Regions from separate parts of the Sus scrofa genome. Here all the other regions are linked to region 2. The links are chromatin contacts, called in public HiChIP or PLAC-seq maps. All regions are on one chromosome and are shown on one strand. The core of a region is the stretch at or near the end of the contact, and the rest is flanking DNA. Distances in the headings are between cores, read along the strand shown. Region 1 overlaps SYNM (synemin). Region 2 overlaps FAM169B (protein FAM169B). Region 3 has its middle 30 kb from the start of SYNM.

Region 1 (4,115 bases), core at 838-3,337, 580 kb after region 2:
CGTCCTTTGGAGTAAGCTGTTAGAAAGTCTAATGGGGGAAAAAAAAAGATATTCAAAACTGAAACAAAAAAATGCAAAAATACCCAACAATGTACTGAGTCCAGAAACCACAAAACTGAGGATAAAAAAGGGCCCAGCCTGGATTTCTGATTGGGGGTGGGGGTGGGGGGTGTCAAATGATGCAATCTCCATCAAAATTTTAAAAACGAGGCTTTGTTTTTTTGTGTTTTGGGGGGTGGAGCCTATAACAGTTGTTCTAAGTTTCACCTGGAAAAATGGAAAGCAGGGCCAAACCATTTCTCAAAAGAAAAACAAAACACCGAAGGGGACTGTTGCCTGGCTAGAAACGAAAATAGAGAGCAAAAATTTCCTTTCTTGCCTGAGGACTTTATGGCAAAGTCCTTTTAAAAGGTAAGGTTTTGAATCCCCCTGTGGAGCTGGGGGTTAAGTATCTGGCATTGTCACTGCAGTGGCCCAGGTCACTGCTGTGGGGTGGGTTTGATCCCTGGCTAGGGAACTTATGCATGCCCCAAGCAAGCCCTTTAAAAAAAGGAAAGTTAGGTTCTTTGTATGTCTGTGCAGGGGGAGGACGTGAGCACCTCTCTGCCACACACACACTCTTTTTCCTTCTTTTTCTTCTTTTTTAAAATGGCTGCACCTGTGCCATATAGAAGTTCCCAGGCTAGGGGTCGAATTGGAGCTCCAGGGGTTGGATTGGAGCTCCAGCTACTGGTCTACACCACAGCCACAGCAACACCAGACCTGAGCCACATCTGCGACCTATATTGCAGCTTGTGGCAACGCTGGATTCTTAACCCACTGAGCAAGGCCAGGGATCGAACCGCATCCTCATGCATACTAGTTGGGTTCTTAACCCTCTGAGCCACAGTGGGAACTCCCTATTCCTCTTTCTGATTGCAGCTGGCAGAGGCAGTGGGTTTTAACTGTTCTAACTCTTCAGTCTCCAGATTTAGACTGCTAATGAAGCAATGCTGGTAACTCCTAATGTTGGTTATTTCAGGGTTGTGCCATTATTTTTTTAGACCACCTGTACCTTTTAATGTGCCCGTTCAAAGGAAAACATTTCTTGGGAAATTCTCAAGTCTTGGAGAAATTTTTTGAAAATTGGATCCTACTTTTTTTTAATGTGTTAACAGTGAGACTTACCTAGTGAGTAGGTGAAAACTTTGCAGTTAATAAAACCCTGTATTTTTAGGATAATTGGAGTTGCTAGCCTTGCCCACATCAGCATGTAAAGGAATTAACCCTTTGTTAACCATGATTTTAGGTAATTCAGAATCCCTTCCCTTCTTGAACTCCTTTAGGTAATGGAAAACCAGCTTCCTTCTGAGGTCAGTAGAAGGTGATGTAGGGGGTGGTGGTGATGATGGTGGCTGACATTTATCAACCATATATTCTGTGACAGCCACTCTTGCAAGAACTTTCCAGTCATTTTATGAATTACCACCCCAAACCTGTGTGTGCTCCCTATTTCAGAAATGGGGAAATGGAGCCACAGAGGGTTTGAGTGGCTTCCCTAAGGTCATAGGACTGGGAAGGGGCAGGCCCCGGATTTGAATCCAGGTAACCTGATGTGGGAGGTTTCTTGGTTAGCCACTCCTTGTGCTTCCTCTCTTTGCTTCCTTAGTAATCTTTCTGTGCGTTTTTTGTTTGTTTTTAGTCTCTGGAATTGACAAATGGGCTTTCTAGCTGTGATTTCTTTCTGAGCACAGGGGAATGACCCAGAGGCGGCCTGGCACTGTTGCCTCCTTGTTTTTCAGATGCCCGTTGTTGGGTTGGACCCTTTCCAGTTTTGATGGTGATGCTGGTTCTGTGGAGGGAAATTTGCCCCTCTCTCCTCCTGTCCCCCCTCTGATTCCCAGTCCCCAGTCTGGAGTGACAGGTGGTCCCTCACCCTCTCTGGAGCTTGGGGGCCAGGGGGGCTCCTCCCAGCCCGTCTTTCTCCCCCAACCCCCACCTGCGTTTTGCCAGGAAGCACCACATGAACCATCCCTCCACCCTGGGCCAGGCAGGCTCCCCTACTGGTGTGGCTTCTGGAAACATCCTCCGACTCTCCCTCCCCCTGCCCCCTGTCTCTTGCCCACAGTTATGGAGGGTGTGCAGGGCAGTGGCACTGTGCCCTCGATGTAGAGTAACAGCCGATATGCCCTGAGCTTCCATTGGGATAATGCATCCTAGCCGAACCGCTGCCACTCAGCCCCACGGGTGGTCTATTAGGGCCTGGAGCCAGGCCAGGGGCCGCATTAGAGCTCCCTTCTGCCCTGTGGGTTGGTCTTGGACACCTTAATGAGGCTGGGGACCTGATTTTCCCGCACATGTTTGCTTGTTTTCCTGTCTCTTGAGAGAGGCTGCCAACCTCTGGGGCTGTATGAAACGTTCACTAATAGCCTGTGATTCAGGCGGTTGGCATTTCTCACCAGCACCATGGCTGAGGATAGTTTTCCTTCAACGCTCCCGAAATAACCCGAGCGCTCTCTACCCATTTCTTAAAGCTGTAGGAGTCTATTCCTTAACAACTTTCCTTTGAGGAGTTCCCACTGTGGCTCAGTGGTAACGAACTGGACTAGTACCCATGAGGATGCGGGTGTGGCCCTAAAAAGACAAAAAACAAAAACTAAAACATTCCTTTGAGAGCTTTGGAGGGAATGCACCGTTTCTGGCCTCTCCCAGCAGTTTTGGTTATGCCTCTAGTTTTTATGGGGGCACTGTGGAGGCAGGACGCTGTGTGCCATGGTGGGGGGAGGGTCCCAGCTGTACCTGGGAGCTCTGTGCTGGGTCTCCAGGTGGGGAAGGTGGATCCTGCCTGCCTCTCGGGGCAGCCATCTGGAGGGGAGGCACCGGTGGACCTGAGCTCTTTCCTAGTGGGAGCTTTGGCTCTTCCCTATAGGGGCGTTTGATGGAAATCACCAAGAGATGTTGGATCTGCTTTCGTTAATATGGTCTGGGCGATCTCTCTACAGGAGTTTTTCTAAAACATGTGTGAAATGGCACCATTTCAGGCCCTGAAGGGTGGCCCAGGTGGCTTGCAGGGGAGGGCCGAGTGCCCTGGTCACTGGAGAGCACGTGACTTTGGCCATCACTCTCCCACACATCTGCTCACCTGTGGGGCCTGGGCGCCCATTGTTGGCCCTGCCTGTGGTTGCCAGGAGGACTTGGTGAGGTGACAGGTGGGAGGCTTATAGCCTGCTTGGTGCTCAATCTTAGCTAGGGTTGGTGAAGGCATTGGGCACAGGAGCATTTGTGCTGTGTCACCAGCCACATAAGCCCCTTGGGGACTGGTGCCCCCTCCTAGGAACCATTGCACCTCACGTTGGGTCCCGAACTCAGTAAAAAAAAGTTTGGTGATGGTTTGGGTTTTCTCTGAAAGAGGAACAAAACCATTCCTCCACGGGGAGAGGGAAGATCCTTTTCCCCCAAAGGGATCTTCATTATCCTGCCCCAACCCGCCACCTGTCATCAAGTCTCTGCTGACCTGGATGCCCATGAGCACCTTCTGCTCTGACTTGGGCAGCTAGTGTGAGGAGCCCTGTGATACCCAAGGCTTCCTTCCCAGCAGGTGGAAGGAAGATATCAAATTGGACTTGGCCTTCCCAGCAGCCCACCCCTATGGCCCCTGAGCTGTAGGAGGCCATCGTCCTGCTGCTGTAATCCTAAGAGTCTGACTTTTACCGGGAGCCTGTTTCCTCCTATTATATACAGAACTCAGAGTTTTCTCGGTGATGGAGGCTATTTGTGTTCGTGGAACATAACACGCTTGGTCATGAGGGTGTGGGATTAACAGGCTGGTGTCCTGTTTCCTGGCTTCTACCCTGTGTGGAAGGGCCAGGGCTCTGGGCGCCACCCCTTGGTGTCCTGTGCCCACACGTGTGCCCTTCACTCGCCACTTGCAGGTGAACCCCTTGCGCACCCCTGGAATCCTCTCGCCCTTGGCTGTGCCCTTTGCCTCAGGAGGGGCCTCTCTGCTCTCTTCCACCTGCCCACGGGGCTCTGGCTTTTGTGGGAGTCACTGTGTTTGGATCCGTGGAGCTAGAACTTGGCGCCAGGCTGCCTGATCCACGAGGCCCTGTTGGCTCTGGCATCCCCCTTCTGTCTTC
Region 2 (4,464 bases), core at 1,650-4,149:
AAAAGGGGATGGCAGGGTTGAGCTAGATGTTGGTAGTAGACAAGTCAGAACATGCTGCTAACTGGTGTGTGGGGTGAGGGGCCAAGCTGACCAATATTAGTCCTTCCCCTCCATATAAGTCAATGAAATTCAACAAGCAGCTTTCATATTGTGGCATATTTATAAACTAACACTGAAATAAATAAATACTAACATTGGAAACAGCCAAATTCTGTTAAGAGCCTAGCTTTTTCCAAAGGGGGAAATTGATGAAACTGCCAACAGAATAAGATGTACATTATTCTAAAACACTATTTTCCTTGAGGTATTACAAGCTGAACCCATCTGAAAACACAGATGATGCATCCACAAAAATGATGCCATCTTGTCAGACCTCCCCAACATCAGGCCACACAGACATGAGGGCATGTGGGCAAGAGCTTTGGGGTCATTCAGCCCTGATTTCAAAAATCTCTAACATATGATGAAATAAACTGCCACAAAAGAGTCAGCACAAACTATAGCCTCAAACCCACAGAGACTGTAGATACTGAAATTATCTAACACAGAAGCTAGAGATATGAAATATGTTTAAAGCAGTCTAAATAAGGAATGTAAAGGACCAAGATTTTTTTTTAATTTCCTAATAATATTCTAGGGAGAAAAAAAGTAGAGCATAGAAATGAATGGCTTAGTGGCCAATGAACTAGAAAATACCTGAAGAAATTACCCAGAATGCAGCTGAAAAAGAATAAGTGGAAAATATGAAAGGCAGGTTAAGAGAGAGAGAGGGTAGAAAAATGGGGTCTGGCGAACAATGTAACTGAACTTCCAGAAGGAGGGAAAAAGTAGTTAACAGTCAAGATTTGAAGAGAGACTGATTGAAATTCTTCCAGAAATAATGAAAGACACCTATCCTCAGATGGTGGAATCCTAACTAAACACAAAGCAGGAAAAAATAAAACTCACCTCCTAAACACAATGTGGTCAAGCTGCAAAAGAACAAACACAAAAAGATGACCATGAAAGCTGCCAGAGGGAAAGACCCTCTTAATAGCAACTATGGAAGCTAGGAGACGATGGAAGAACATTTTTAAAGTGTTAAAGGAAACTAACTTTCATCCTCCATCAAGCAGAAGCAACTTCCAAGAATGTGGGTGAAATAAAAAACTTTTTAGAAAAACAAAATCTGAGTTTACTACCAGCAGATCCTCACTAAAGTTTTTTCTACAGGATGCCTATCAAGGGAAAATAAATTGACCTCAAGAGGAAATTAGTCAAGAAGGAATGGGAGCAAAGAAAATGAGAAACATGTGGATAAAACCCAAGCCAGTGCTGACCATACAGAACAAAAACATCTAATTTAAGAAGATAAAAACATCATAATAGAACTAAGGAAGTAATTGGAGTGAGACATTCTAAGGCCCTTATATGATCCCAGAAAAAGTATAAAACTGATTAATTTCAGGATTAATTAGAGCTAACACGCATATTAAAATGCCTAAGCCCCTGAAAGAATAGGAATATAGATATTAAATTTCAAAATAGGAGAGAGAAAAAATGGAATTAGAGCCGGGGGGGGCAATCTCAATTTAAAAGAAGGCAAGAAATGAAAACAAGATGACCTGTCAATATTTGTATTTAATTTTTATGATTAAAAACATATTCATCAACAAATACTAGGCTATGCTTTTGCACAAGGACAAATTTTTATTAGTGTTTTTAGCCAAGCATTTTTTAATATCTTAATAATATTTTTATTCAATTATCATGCATTTTGAGAAGACACAGAGCAATTCCTTTCCTTCTACATAGCTTACAAAAACATTTTTCCAAGACGTTCTAATAGCCCAAATGTGGGCAACGCACATGCATTACAGAAATCACTCATTGGAAAGTTCAAAATGAACAACCAAGTAAAATTCACTGTTTGGGCCTGGACCCCCTGAACCCACATGCACACACTCACCCAAACTGGTCCACTAAGCAGCATTCACAGAGCACAAGTGGGTGGGGAGACAGCACTGTCAGTGGAAGTCTCTGCAATGTTGGTCCCCCCACCTCCCCCGCATCAACTTCTCAAGCACCTCCACTGAATAGAACGTTCAGGGTATTGGATGAGGGGTAATGCAAAGAAGAAATCAATACGCCTTTCTCTGTCAATGGAATTTTTGAGTGGTGGTTAGAGATTTGGTTTCCAAAAAAAAAGCATTTATCTTAATCTGTGCAAGACAAGGAAATCAAGTGGTCTAGAAGGGTTGGGGCCTTAGGAGCCCTGGGCACACACACAAAGATGTGAGCTCCCCCTCTGCCCTCTGCCCTCAGCTTTGGGGCCCTGTGGCTGCCCTGCTTCGGAGGAGCAAAGAAGCATGGAATTGATTCTATGCCTTGACGGACAATAGGCATTTGGTTTAAGCAGGAAATGAAGCAGTGCCTGGGCATGGGGAACGCGAATGCAAAGGGTCTGATGTGAGGGTGCTCTGAGAGGGCCAGAGAAGCAGGGAGAGAGACACGCTTGGATTTCGACGGACAGTGGCCTTTGAATTCATACAACCTGGGTGTCCCACCCCCACCAAAGCTCCCTGACAGCCCGTTTTGGAAAAGAAAACCCACAGCAGAGGATGGGTGCCCTAAAAGGCATGGAATTTGTAAACCACAGCTGTTACATCCTAATCAGCATTATGCAGAGGCCCCAGACTTTCAGTTGCTACTGACAGTCATTTAACTGCAACCTTACCCCAACCCACACAATAGCCCTGATTTTAAAAGTCACCTGACCCCAGGAGCCTCTGACCAACAAGTGTGTGCTTGAATTTTGCCCTGAAGTTGGTTTCCGTACCACTCGGCAGAGCAGAAAACATAGTCATCTCCTCTAATCCTCTGTTGGGAATTTCCCAGGGCTGAGCTACAAATAAGAATGTCATCAGAGGAGCCAGGAGCCAGCTGCTGTCAGGAACCAACCCAGCTAAGGCCAATCAGCCGGTCACCAGACTAGGGTTTCAAAGGTCAGAAAGACAACACCTCAGTGCCCGCTCCCTTCCCACTGCACGGCCTAAGTTCTGGCCACCAGGTCACTCACTCCATCCTGCCAGGCCATGGCAGGAGCCAGGGGAGGTCAGGACACCAGACATCTCTGGCCCAGCTTCATACTGCAGAGATCCCTGTTTAACAAGACGTAATACAGCTCTTGATGCTACAGATGAGGGTGAACAAACCATCTATAGGACGGAAGGCATGGCAAAGAATCACCACCAACAGACAGGTAACATACAAAATGCCCAGGCCATTAGGAGAACCCACTCAGGACCAGGCCTTCCCAGGAAGAGTGGGACCCCTGTAATGACATTCCAGGGAATCGGCTGATGAGTGGCACTCCACTCCAGGGAGTACTGCTCTAAGCATTACCTTAATTGGTCCTCATAGTAAATAGTAAACACAGACGCTATTATTATCCCATTTTACTGTTGAGGAAGCAGAGGCACAGAGATAAAGTAACTTGCCTAAGGTCACCTGCATCACCCCACATCCCCATACACACAGGCTTCAAAATTCTGGCAGCAGGAGATCCCGCTCTGGTGCAATGGGATTGGTAGCATCTCTGCAGCACCAGTCACAGGTTCAATCCCCCACTGACACGATGGATTACAGGATCTGGTGTTGCTGCAGCTGCAGTGTACGTGGCAACTGTGGCTTAGCTCTGATCCCTAGCCCGGGTTCTCCATATGCTGTGGGGCCACCAAAAAAGAAAAAAAAAATGCTCCCAGCAGTCCTTCTATAGCCAGGGAACCAACAAGGTCTTCATCAGCACCCAAAAGGAAATGATTCCTCCCTTTAAAGCACATAGAGTTCCTACTGTGTGCCAGGACACCAGAGCACCAGGACATAAAGATCAATAAGGGTCCTGCCCCCCTACAGGGTTACAGTTTGGTTACAGTGATGGGAGGTGACTGACAAAGTGGACTTTTAGGAACTGTCTTATCCTTTCTGTTCCCTCGCAGTGAAGGAATGGAGACCTGGCCGGGGCATGAAAAGCACTTGGTCTCAGTGATGTGGAGTCCCATTGCCCATCCCTCTGTCCTCCAGTGAGGCCCTGCCCCCCAGGAACTGAGATTCCCCATACTTGGCCAGGTCCTTGTTCCTCTAAGAAAACACTTCTACACCTTGAACTACAGAAGACCCCAAATGGCTGATGAATATTTGATTTTTTTTTGAAGGATTATGTTAACATTGAAGTCATCTCTGAAGAACTGGCTCATGGATTATTACCTTCCTGAGTCTCCATTTGGGGGTGGTGGGGGGAACATCACCCTCTGACAGGTTCCTTTCTCTGGGGAGTCAGACACCACCACCATCACCCCCCAATCTGAACCCCAACACTGCCACTTACTAGCCAGGTGACCTTAGGCAAGTTACTTTATCTCTGTGCCTCTGCTTCCTCAACAGTAAAACTGGATAATAGCATCTGTGTTTACTATTTACTATGAG
Region 3 (4,395 bases), core at 1,589-4,088, 530 kb after region 2:
GCAATTCCTCTGACAACAAAGTTTTACTCTATCATCTAGAATCACCTGGCTTGACTTGAAACCAGAGGATCCTGCATCCTCCTGGGTCCTCTGTGTAACTCAAAACAGTTCTAGTTACCCCTCCCCTGCCTGTTTGACCTGTGAGTGTCATTTATGGCAGAAATGTTCACTATTAAAGTTTTTTCTCTACCATCTTTCTGACTGATGGTGCTACACAGGCAGGGTGGAGTGTTCTTGCCTGTCAGCTTCTCCTAGCCTCTTTTTTTTTTTTTTGTCTTGTCTTTTTAGGGCCACACCCACTGCATATGGAGGTTCCCAGGCTATGGGTTAAATCGGAGCTGTAGCTGTTGGCCTATACAACAGCCACAGCAATGCCAGATCCGAGCCGCATCTGAGACCTATACTGCAGCTCATGGCAACACCAGATCCTTAACCCACTGAACAAGGCCAGGGATGGAACCTGGTTCGTTAACCATGGAACCACAACGGCAACACCCCTAGCCTCTTCTAATAAAGAGAACCAAGATTTTTCTTAGGGACCCAAGTTGTCTTAGGGTCAAAAAGAGTCAGTGAAAGAGCCAGCTGAGATATGGACATGGTCAAATCAAGATAGTACTGTTGAATTTCTAGATCAAGCCATGCCTGAAGCTGACATTTCCATTATCAGTTTCATAGGGCAATTATATCTCTTTTTATGCTTAAACCAGTTTGGGTTGAGTTTCTGTCTTTTGCAAAAACAGAGTCCTGACCAGTACATAAAGCCAGTATATAGACATATCATTTCAACTGATTTCCCTACAAACCTAAACAGTTTACCCTACTTTGCTCCCCAAGACCTTCATATATGAAGAAGTCATTAAATCCTCACAACAGCTGGAACACAAGAGTTAAGGTCCATGGTCAAAGCTGCATAGCTCTGTTCCCCGAGTTCATTCTGGATGGCTGGAAGCCCGCGCACCTCCAAATAGGGCAGCCCCTGATATGACAGTGGAGCTGGGTCCCACCCGCTTCAAGGCATAGTCTAAGAGCAGAATCCAGGCAACTGAATGGAACCAAATTAAGATGTTGGGGAGAATGAAATGCAGAGTGAGGTGCAGAGTGAGGGCTCAGAGGCCAGCACATCTGGAAAGGACAAAGCAATTGCCATGGCTGCCGAGTCCCTCATCCCAAGAAGGACTCTGGTTCCTGGGATGGGGACATGGGCTCTGAAATGTCAAGGCAAACCCAGACAGTGCTGGTTCTCATGGAATCTGGGAACCAATAAAACAATGACTGGAAAGCAATGATCCGAAAGATATTCTTGCTGTAATTTTTCCACAGAAATATACTACGTAGCAAGCTAAGTAAATTCTTGGAAACCTGGAAACCCCCCAAAACTGGTAGATGCAGCTTTTTTTTTTCTTTTTTACTATTTTATGAAAAAGAGATAGAGAAAAACCACATTTCTTGGATTTAACTTTGTTCACACAAACTTTGGGTTTTTTTTTAAAGAAAAACTGGCACCGTTTAAGCATGGAAACTGTCACTCCAGTAACTTTTTAAATAGTTGCCTAGAATTGTGTGACTTGGAAAATTAATTTCTTTCCAGATGAAGAAACCCAAAACAGGTTTTCTAAGTGAAAATTATTGGTTCCCCCCTCCCCCATTCTCAGGAGGCAGAAGAAGCAACGGGCAGAGACCTGAGCATATGGGACGCTCAGCCAAACAAAAGGGCTGTCTGCAACTTGCCTAAAATAGAAAATAAAAGTTAGCAGAGCTTTCCGCCTGGCGGGCCCCTTTTCCGAGCCTCACAGGACGCTGCCCCAGAGCCTGTGTAATCAGTTAAAGCAGAAGCCCCAGAGCCCCATGGCTTCCTAACTTCCAGTCCCCTTCCGACCTGGGGAAGCAGGTTCACCCAACCAGAGTCACCTCCACAAGGTAGTGGCTTGTGCTTTGTTTTGCTGAAAAAATTCAAATCCCGTTAATGTTTTGGTTCTTTTTAAAGAACTTTGGACAATAATATACGTTACAAGAGCTTTATGTGGAGGAGGCACTAGAGAGGTGAGGTACCCTTCATTGTAGGACAAGCCTTGGCTTTGAAGTGTGAAGAACAGGGGTTCGAATCTCAGCTTTGCCCCTTGCTGTCCGTGTGACCTTATTCTCTCGGAACTCCGAGTAACAGGCGAGGATGACTCCTGGCTTGAGGGTCAGCAACGAAGGTGAGCAAGTGCTGGTCTGCACGTGCTTAGTGCTTGGGAACCTCCGCTAGCGTCCTGCTCCCGCCGGGAGAAGGCAGGTGGCTCACTTCACCTCCCCAGCTCACCTGAGAGGCTGGCAATGGCAGGCAGGAGGAGAGAGTGTGGGAGGGGCCGGGGTAGGAAAGAAATGAGCATCCAAGCTCGTACTAATCCTCACCTAGTACCTTATTAAAGTCCTTAAAGGAATTTGCATCGCGACCTCCCAGCTGACCGTGAACCTGAAGCCCGCATCCCATCGTGCACCCGCCGAGGGTTCACATGAAATCCACAACGGCAGTCACACCCTCAAACTGAAGCCGATTTTCCGATTTCGAAAGCCGGACTGCAGCATTAAAAAAGGCTTTGTTTTCTTCTTCTTCTCCCTCTCTTCCTCCTTCCTCCCCCGCCTCCCCGGGCCAAGTCTCTCCCAGCGCGCACACAAAAGAAGACCCCGAGGCCAAGGTACCGGAACCTGCGGGTTTGTTTACCACTTCGGGCGTCTCGGCGAGGTGCTGCCTGGCACCGCCACCTACCGGCGGGAGTCGGCCCTGCTCCCGGGAGCGGGCCAAAAACTGCCGGCCGATGACCCAACGCCGCAGGCATCTGAGGATAACCTTTCCCCTTTCTTTCCAAGACCAAATAAGGGGGCTCTTCCCTCAGCGTGCTGGGCCTGTGGCGGTTAGGCCAAGGGGCGTGGATTGGAGAATGCAGGAACGAGGCTGACAGTCCGCAAAACAACCGACCACATTGTTCCTGTGGCGGCCGGCCTCCTCCCTCCTCCGGGCGGGCACGGCCCGTGCCCAGGCGGGGCGCTCCCTGCCTCCGCAGGCGTGGAGAGCCGGGCGGGCGACTGGGCAGGGCAGCCGTCCCGGGGACCCCGAACCCCATCGGTAGCACTGCCAAGCCGCTGCCCCCACCCCAAGGAGTGGAGGGCAGGGTGCCCGCGGGCCCCGCCCCCTTGCCGCACTCCCCGCAGACCCTCAGGGCTGTGGGGCCGCAGAAGGGCGGGTCTCTGGGCCCTGGCGGGGCGGGGGGCGCAGACGGAGGGGAGCCAGGCCCCGCGGCCAGGCCTCGGAACCCTGGCATCGCCCCCGAGGGAGGGAGTCACTGGTGGTTGACAGTGTTTGGTAACCACAGAAACCAAGATTTGACCTATATTTTTGAATATGGCCTCAACTCTAGTTTTCCTTCTAGAAATCAAAGGGAGAGAGTCTGACCTGACTTGCTGTTGATTTTCCTCCTGCCCGGCGTTCCAGAATGCCACCCAGAAGGTTGGGCGAGGCGGGAGACCTCACTGGCTGGTTCGCCGTGACTTGGAGGGTGACAGTGCTCTGGGCCAGGAGCAGTGGCTGTACACATTCAGAGCCTCCTACCAACCCCAGGTCCTCCATGACGGTGGGGATATTTCTGGAGGGAAATTGGATGATTTTTACCAGGATTTTAAATGTTTACCATTTAACTACTTCCTCCCATTTCTAAGTTTTATTCTAAGTAAGTAAAGAGAATATGAATTCCGCTGATGGTCACAGCCCTGGTAATGTTGCCAACAACAGTTGGCCTTAACTGAACATTTACTATGTGCTGGAAACTGTTATAAATGTTTTATAAATATCTACTTACAACATTCTGCTGCAGTAGGTATTCTTAATACCCTTGTTTTATGGAGGAGGAACCCGCAATCAAAAGTTAGGTTTTCACTCAAAATCACCCAGCTGGGGAGTGGTAGAGGCAGGATTTATGCTTGGACTGTGGAGCTCCTGAGTCTGTGCCCTTGACCGCAACACTAAATGTTTATCAATGGGGATTTGATTAATTTAGAGTACATCCGTATAATGGAATACTCTCCAGCCACTTAAATAGTGATGTAGATTGGGAATAATTGGCATGGAAAAATGTCCATGACATATTATTGAGTGAAAACAGCTGGTTACACAACGGCGTGTATAACAGGATCGCACAGCTGTGCAGAAGGGCGCTTGTGGCAGTGCTAACTGTGGTCACCTGTGGGTGGTGGGGTTACAGGTGGCTCACTTCACAGGTATGTTTTCCGAATGTTGTTGAGCCCTTTCGGGAAATGAATGTGGGTTATTTTCCAATAAAAGAGCTATTTTATGGTGTGCCTTCTGGAGAAAATATGTGTTAGATAAACGTCATTCAGGCATGAGTTTCAGTTCTGTTG

What was found. HiChIP or PLAC-seq counts read pairs in DNA pulled down with a chosen protein or histone mark.
Region 1: an H3K27ac HiChIP or PLAC-seq map of skeletal muscle shows a contact between it and region 2. The contact joins two enhancer-like sites. A contact is called at or near these places in 2 of 5 promoter capture datasets (fetal liver and liver) and 1 of 2 datasets of contacts at active chromatin or transcription factors (skeletal muscle).
Region 3: a contact with region 2 is called in an H3K27ac HiChIP or PLAC-seq map of skeletal muscle, with 7 times the contacts expected there. The contact joins two enhancer-like sites. A contact is called at or near these places in 2 of 5 promoter capture datasets (liver and skeletal muscle), 1 of 47 Hi-C or Micro-C datasets (psoas muscle) and 1 of 2 datasets of contacts at active chromatin or transcription factors (skeletal muscle).

The regions. Positions count from the first base shown.
Region 1 is chr1:137,869,599-137,873,713 of Sscrofa11.1, forward strand. The region is part of intron 2 of SYNM (synemin); the gene reads left to right. It overlaps TTC23 (tetratricopeptide repeat protein 23), which reads right to left. Exons shown (of 11, transcript XM_021098378.1): 11 at 1,299-4,115. Among named protein-coding and RNA genes, the nearest start is that of SYNM, 16 kb to the left of the region's middle. Within about 2 kb of position 2,088, at least 23 of the 83 cell types and tissues checked have an H3K27ac peak or open chromatin away from gene starts, as enhancers often do. A contact at or near this core is called in skeletal muscle, where this site is marked.
Region 2 is chr1:137,288,637-137,293,100 of Sscrofa11.1, forward strand. All of the region lies in intron 1 of FAM169B (protein FAM169B), which reads right to left. Among named protein-coding and RNA genes, the nearest start is that of FAM169B, 6.3 kb to the right of the region's middle. Within about 2 kb of position 2,900, at least 11 of the 83 cell types and tissues checked have an H3K27ac peak or open chromatin away from gene starts, as enhancers often do. A contact at or near this core is called in skeletal muscle, where this site is marked.
Region 3 is chr1:137,823,158-137,827,552 of Sscrofa11.1, forward strand. No RefSeq gene overlaps it. Among named protein-coding and RNA genes, the nearest start is that of SYNM, 30 kb to the right of the region's middle. Within about 2 kb of position 2,839, at least 59 of the 83 cell types and tissues checked have an H3K27ac peak or open chromatin away from gene starts, as enhancers often do. A contact at or near this core is called in skeletal muscle, where this site is marked.